2 separate regions of the Nomascus leucogenys genome follow, and region 1 is linked to region 2. The links are chromatin contacts, called in public Hi-C maps. All regions are on one chromosome and are shown on one strand. The core of a region is the stretch at or near the end of the contact, and the rest is flanking DNA. Distances in the headings are between cores, read along the strand shown. Region 1 overlaps GATAD2A (transcriptional repressor p66-alpha). Region 2 overlaps GATAD2A (transcriptional repressor p66-alpha).

Region 1 (3,485 bases), core at 491-2,990, 70 kb before region 2:
ATTCTTGTTCCGTCACCCAGGCTGGAGTGCAGTGGTGCGATCTCAGTTCACTGCAGCCTCCGCCTCCCAGGTTCAGGTGATTCTTGTGCCTCAGCTGCTCGAATAGCTGGGATTACAGGCACAAGCCACCACGCCCAGCTAATTTTTGTATTTTAGTAGAGATGGGGTTTTGCCATGTTGGCCAGGCTGGTCTCGAACTCCTGACCTCAAGTGATCCGCCTGCCTTGGCCTCCCAAAGTGCTGAGACAGGTGTAAGTCACCGCCCTGGATGATGCCTACCTATATCTTTGGTACAGGAAGTTTTCCCAGAGCCTTGGGAAGGATCCAGTCCTAGGACCGTCTCAGTCAGATTGTTCTCAGTGGTACAGTGGTTCAGGTTTGAGCCTGGGCCTAGGAGGTGGCTGACCTGGGTCTGGATTCCCATCTGACTTATTAACTGTGTGACCTTGGACAACCATCTTGACTTTTTTTTTTTTTTTTGAGACAGAGTCTCATTCTTGTCACCCAGGCTGGAGTGCAGTGGTGCGATCTCAGCTCACTGCAACCTTTGCTTCCCAGGTTCAAGCAATTCTCCTGCCTCAGTCCCCTGAGTAGCTGGGATTATAGGCGCGCACCACTATATCCAGCTAGTGTTTTTTTTTTTTTTAAGTAGAGATGGGGTTTCACCATGTTGGCCAGGCTGGTCTTGAACTCCTGACCTCAGGTGATCCGCCCACCTCGGCCTCCCAAAGTGCTGGGATTACAGGCGAGAGCCGTCGCGCCCAGCCCATCTTGACTCTTTTTTTTTTTTTTTGAGACGGGTTCTCGCTCTGTCACCCAGGCTGGAGTGCAGTGGTGTGATCTTGGCTCACTGCAAGCTCTGCCTCCCAGGTTCCCGCCATTCTCCTGCCTCAGCCTCCCAGGTAGCTGGGACTACAGGCGCCCACCACCACGCCTGGCTAATTTTTTTTTTTTTTTTTTTGTATTTTTAGTAGAGACGGGGTTTCACCGTGTTAGCCAGGCTGATCTCGATCTCCTGACCTCGTGATCCGCCCGCCTTGGCCTCCTAAAGTGCTCAGATTACAGGCGTGAGCCACCGCGCCTGGCCCCATCTTGACTTTTTAAACCTTGGTTTTCTCCTCTGTCAGGTGTGGATATTGGCGGTAGTCCCTTGCGTGAAGTGCTGATAACGGTTTGGGTTCCATCATGTGAAGTGTGGGTACGATGACAGTCCCTCGTGTGAGTGTGGGTATGATGACAGTACCTCGTTCTGTGGTTATGAGGATTAAATGAAATCAGGCATGTAACGTGTTGGCACATCGCCTGGCACCAAATAAAGAATTCAGTAATTGTTAGCCACTGTTTCCTCTTTCAGTAACAAAACCTCTTGTCAACATATTAGAGATAATTCTCTTGGTGTCCCCAAAGTTTTCAGAAGTGTGCTTTTCTCTAGCAGTTTGAATCCAGGTGCCTGGCAGTAACTTTCTCAGTTGAGGGTCAGGTCCTCCCCATCCTGCCCCAGCAGTGCCTGAGGGACACTGGGGGAGGCCTGGACTGTGAGGATGCATGAGCAACCCCATCCTGGGGACAGAGACAAGCAGGGCCTGGCTTGGCTGCATGTTAGTGCTGACATAGGGGTTAGGTAGGGCCTGGATCTGCTTGAGGTGGCTTGAGATAGAGGAAGGGAGGGCCAGGGAGGTGAGGGCAGCAGGCCTCCTTGGAGGAAGAGAAGGCTGGCCCAGTGAAAGCCAGTTGAATGGATGAGTGAACTAATGCCCCTGCCCCTATGGCCCTGCCCCTCCTCCCCCCTTCTGGCCTGTACTGTCCCTTTGCCTGTCCATACCAGTTAACCAGGGCATGTATTGCATGTAGTTTGGGTTGTCTAGGCAGTGCTGTGCTTCAGTGACACTTTGTGGTTGACTTGGGACCCTGACCACACTGAGAGCAGTGCGCTTCTCTGGGTTGGATGGCTGGGTTCTCAAGGACCGACAGCTTAGAATTGTGGAGGGTGGAGTGTGTGCCAGCCCTGTGTTGGCCTGCCTGCTGGCGTGAAGCCTGATATGTGCAGCCACTCTACTGTGTGCGAGGGAAGAAAGACATCCTAGTCCATGTTGGACATGGGCTCTGTGTGGGAGAGTTCAGCCTCTTGTGGGGCCCTGTCTTACTCTGGGGGTGACGCAGGTGAAGTCTGCTGAGGACCTAGCCTAAGGCTGCGTAGTCTGACAGATTTCTTCAGACCTTCTCTCTCTTTTTTTTTTTTTTTTTCTTTTTGAGACAGAGTCTCACTGTGTTGCCAAGGCTGGGAGTATGCAGTGGCACAATCTTGGCTCACTGCAACCTCCACCTCCTGGGTTCAAGCAATTCTCCTGCCCCAGCCTCCCACGTAGCTGGGATTACAGGCACCCACCACCATGCCCAGCTAATTTTTGTATTTTTAGTAAAGATGGGGTTTCACCATGTTGGCTAGGCTGGTTTCGAACTCCTGACTTCAGGTGATCTGCCCTCCTTGGCCTCCCAAAGTGCTGGGATTACAGGCGTGAGCCACCACACCCAGCCAGACCTTCTTATTTTTAGGCAGCGATTCTAGTGAAATTTACATTGTTCCTTATAACACATCAGCATTTTCATACTGAAGCCTCTTCCCAGCAAGGAAAACACCATTTGAGGCAGAAACAGCAAGGGTATTTCAAGGCTCTGGGATTGCTTGCTTCCCACCGCAGGAGGCAGGTGGTTTGGCCTTTGCTATCTGGCTCCTCTTGGAGCAGGGTTCCCCAGGTGCCAGCCCCCACCAGCGCAGTTTTTCTCCCTGCTTGCTCCCACAAGCAGAACTCCTCCTAGCTGGCAGGGCCCCACGTCCACCTGGCACCTCCTTTCCCCAAGCCTCGGTGTCCCTTCTGTGACATCTAAGACTTCAGGGAGGCATTGCTTCCTCCATCTTGGCCTCAGTTTATCCTGTAAGGGCTGGGGATAGTGGTGAGGACAGTTGACAGTTCTGTGAAACACTCTGAGGAGCCCTTGCTGTTCTTGCATCTTCCAATCCTACTTTTATTGTCTGATACTGTACATTGTTGAGGAGGTGTGGAGTATGTGTACAGCCTTGCATTTCTCTATTCTTTTTGTTTGTTTGTTTGTTTGTTTGTTTTTGAGATGGAGTCTGGCTCTGTCACCCAGGCTGGAGTGCAGTGGCGCGATCTCGGCTCACTGCAAGCTCCGCCTCCCCGGTTCACACCACTCTCCTGCCTCAGCCTCCTAAGTAGCTGGGACTACAGGCGCCCACCACCATGCCCGGCTAATTTTTTGTATTTTTAGTAGAGACAGGGTTTCACCGTTTTAGCCAGGATGGTCTTGATCTCCTGAACTCGTGATCCTCCTGCCTCGGCCTCTCAAAGTGCTGGGATTACAGGCATGAGCCACCGCGCCCTGCCTTTTGTTTGTTTTTGAGATAGGATTTCCTTCTGTTACCCAGGCTGGTATGCAGTGGCACAAAAATGGCTCACTGGAGCCTT
Region 2 (3,443 bases), core at 793-3,292:
AGGGGGAGGGAGGGCTCATCTTCACGGGGGTGGGGTGGGGTGCCGTGCAGGGAGCCAAAGGCACTTAGATGGGCTTGCTGGGCCGAGGGTGGGTGGGCCAGTCACTGGGCTGGGGGTGGCTAAGGAACAGAGACCCACCAGCCAGCCCTTCTTGGGAAGCTGGGGGGTTTCTGCTCAGACCTGCACTCCCCTGAGTGGAACCCCACGTTCTGCCTTGACCTTCACCCCGAGGCAGGGGGACAGGGCCGGGCAGGCTTCCTGAGGCATGTTGTGAAGAGGGATGTTCTGCAGACAGAACATGGCCATGCCGGGCCATGTCTGTGGGCCAGGCCCCAGGAGGGTGGGGGATGTTAACAGCTTGGTTCATGTCAGGTAGGGCCTGGTGAGCCCAAGATGAGTGTTTGCACAAGGGACAAGCGAGCTGGCAGGGCTGGTGTTGGCTCTAGCAGAGCCCTCATCCCACCTTTACACACAGCCAGCAGCCCACCCTGCTAGGCCTGAAAGAGGTGAGGAGGAAAGGTTCTAGTGGGAAATGGTTGTGTGGCTGGAGAAGGCATTGTTGGGCCCTGCCTGTCTCCCCAAGCCAGCCTGGAGGAGGATTTCTTGTCCCGAGGCCTCATGGGCCACTGGTCATGGTCATCCCTAACTTCCCTAGTGTGTGCAAGACTTGGGGGATCTTGCCAGGCGCGGTGGCTCACGCTTGTAATCCCAGCACTTTGGGAGGCCGAGGCGGGCGGATCACGAGGTCAGGAGATCGAGACCACGGTGAAACCCCGTCTCTACTAAAAATACAAAAAAATTAGACGGGCGTGGTGGCGGGCGCCTGTAGTCTCAGCTACTCGGAGAGGCTGAGGCAGGAGAATGGCGTGAACCCAGGAGGCGGAGCTTGCAGTGAGCCGAGATCGCGCCACTGCACTCCAGCCTGGGCAACAGAGCAAGACTCCGTCTCAAAAAAAAAAAAAGACTTGGGGGATCTTGCTGAAATACAGACTTTGATCAAGCAGGTCTGGGGCGAGGAAGACACGCTGCATTTATACAAGTTCCGGAGAAGCTGTCCTGCTGCTGTGGAGGTGACAGCGGTGGTCAGACATTCACGGGGCCAGCCCCAAGCCCACCTACAGCCTCGCCCCCACCTGCCACTCCCATTTTGTGTCTGTCCATCCTGGTAGACTGAACCCTAAGGACAGAACTTCCTTTTATCCAGGGGTTCCTCCCCACTGCCTGCTGCAGCACCTGCTTTTTAAATGAGCTCTCAGCAGATGTAAGGAATGAATGAATGAATCAATGAATCAATGAATGAGGGAGAGGGGTATGCCTTCCCTGTATACCAGGCAGGCCCGTTCAGAGAACCACAAAGGTCCCAGTTTCCAAGGACGGCTCCTTCCTGGCACTGGCTGAGGGGACACTAAATATTAACCACATACTGGCCGCTGGTTGCTGAGCAGCTGAAAGCCATAACCTTGTGCTGTGGAAGTGGGATCGTGTCTCGATTTAAATTTATAATCCCGGCCTCTCCTCCAGGAAATTCTATGGAAGTTCCTGGCAGGTAACAGAATTTCTGTGCTTGTGAGGTCAGGGCCAGTGCCAGTGGGTCAGGGAGGGGGGTGGTGCGTGACAGGGAGCGGGTGAGACCATTTATGCTGATAACAGCCGGGCCTGCTTCCAGGGAGTTTTGTAGGTCACATAAAATCTCTTGATCACTATGTTTTATCTTAAGGCTTCTCAAGATGGGCAGGACGGGCTTATGGGATTTGTCCTGAACTATCACATCACTTCCAAATAAACTTGGTGCCCGGGATGGCCGCTGTGGAGTGAATGGCAGACACTGTCCCTGAGCCACGATGCCATCCCTCCCAGCATGTTGGGCTAGATTTCCACTGGTTTTGTTTACTTTAGACAGTTTTTATAATTAAATTTTTCCCTGAAATAATGCCTGCAGTCATTTTGAGCCACATGCTCTTTTTCCTGAATTAAAGATCTCTTAAAAAGTACTGAGACTCTTAAAGCCCCTCTCCTTTAAAAAGTGAGCTTAACAAAGTTTTTCATTTTAGAAACTTAGAGGGGCCAGTGGCCCTGCTGTGTGCGGTGTATGTACAGGTGACTGGAGCCTATGGTGCAGCAACAGTCCCCTGTGGGCCGGCGCCACACAGGAAGTGCCTGCAGCTCCACAGTCCTGGGGTGAGCCTGGCGCCTCCATTTTCTGACAGCACCTGAACCTTTACCTCCCTTCTCAAAATGAAGGCTGCGTGTCACAAACCGGTTGGAACTGGCCGTTGCCATGGTTTTCATGTTGGAAGGCACAGTTAAAGGGTCATGTGACCAAGGAGGGAAATGCCTTTGTCACATGACTTTTTGGTGGCCTGATTAGCATACAGGAAGTTCACTCCCTGCTGGCTGCTGGGATGCTGAGTGATCATTGATGGGTGGTGACATCATCTCTTGGATGAGTTATTGATTAGTCGCAGGCCAAGATGGGGCCAGGGAGCGCCGTGGTCAGAGCAGCCCTCTCAGGCAGCAGCTTCAGCTGCTAGGTGGTCTGGACCCCTCGCCTGCCCTCTTCCCTCAGGCAGATTTGAATTTTATTAGACATCTCACCTCTGGAAGAAGCATATGCATGCCCTCAATAACACGATAAGAACTGTTAAGTTCCTTAGAGCTTGGCTGTCATTTCATTTCAGATCATGCTAGCCCAGGTTGGCCCCCTGCTCCCCTGTTCACTTTGGAGACCACCTGGGTGGAGGCCAGCTGCTGCAGCTCTGTAGTGGAGCCCTGGGACTGCCTGCCTCTGAGGTGCTCAGTGTGTGTACACGTCCAGGGAACCTGGAATTAGAGCCCTGAGGTCACCTTGAAAGTCGATCTTGGGCAGCATGGGGCCGGCAGCAAGGAGAGACATGCTGGCGGTTTGCTAAGACCTGAGTGAGGTGTCCTGGGTTACTTTAGAAACAGGGTTACTTTAGAAACAAACTACCCGGTTCTGGGCTTCAGAATGTGGACTGATAACCCTTTGCCTGGGGGATTGTATACTTCGAAATCGTACCTTTCTGTCCACGCCCAGGTCTCCGGTGAGAAGCTGGTTCATCAGGGCTAGGACCAGTGTTCAGGTACAGCTGCCACGTAGCGCTGGTGGGTGGAATTAGGAGGGACCAGAGGAGAACAAGTAAAGCGGTTCCTGAGTCCGGCATCTGGCGAGTCCAGGGCAGCATTGGTGAAGCCTTAGCCTCTGGTGCTCTGTGTCCACCCTTCCCTGCGGACACAGCTCATGGGCATGGAGGGGACCTCAGAGGTCCTGAGGGCTGCTAGAGCAGAGTCAGGTTCTTCATCCTAGCGACTCTCCTCAACCCTGCCAGGGTCTTATTATCAACTAGACCCTGGCAGAGCAAGACCCAGGACAACTTTGAGCTGCGGCTCCCAGTTAACTTTGTCCGAGTTTGTTCTCTGGGTCA

What was found. Hi-C and Micro-C count contacts between places; a contact is called where the count stands out from the background.
Region 1: a contact with region 2 is called in a Hi-C map of an unstated tissue, with 2.6 times the contacts expected there. The contact joins two enhancer-like sites. A contact is called at or near these places in 2 of 4 Hi-C or Micro-C datasets (a lymphoblastoid cell line and an unstated tissue).

Annotation. Positions count from the first base shown.
Region 1 is chr10:51,721,651-51,725,135 of Asia_NLE_v1, reverse strand. All of the region lies in intron 1 of GATAD2A (transcriptional repressor p66-alpha), which reads left to right. Among named protein-coding and RNA genes, the nearest start is that of GATAD2A, 37 kb to the left of the region's middle. Within about 2 kb of position 1,740, the one cell type or tissue checked has an H3K27ac peak away from gene starts, as active enhancers do. A contact at or near this core is called in a lymphoblastoid cell line, where this site is marked.
Region 2 is chr10:51,652,015-51,655,457 of Asia_NLE_v1, reverse strand. The region is part of intron 2 of GATAD2A (transcriptional repressor p66-alpha); the gene reads left to right. Among named protein-coding and RNA genes, the nearest start is that of NDUFA13, 28 kb to the right of the region's middle. Within about 2 kb of position 2,042, the one cell type or tissue checked has an H3K27ac peak away from gene starts, as active enhancers do. A contact at or near this core is called in a lymphoblastoid cell line, where this site is marked.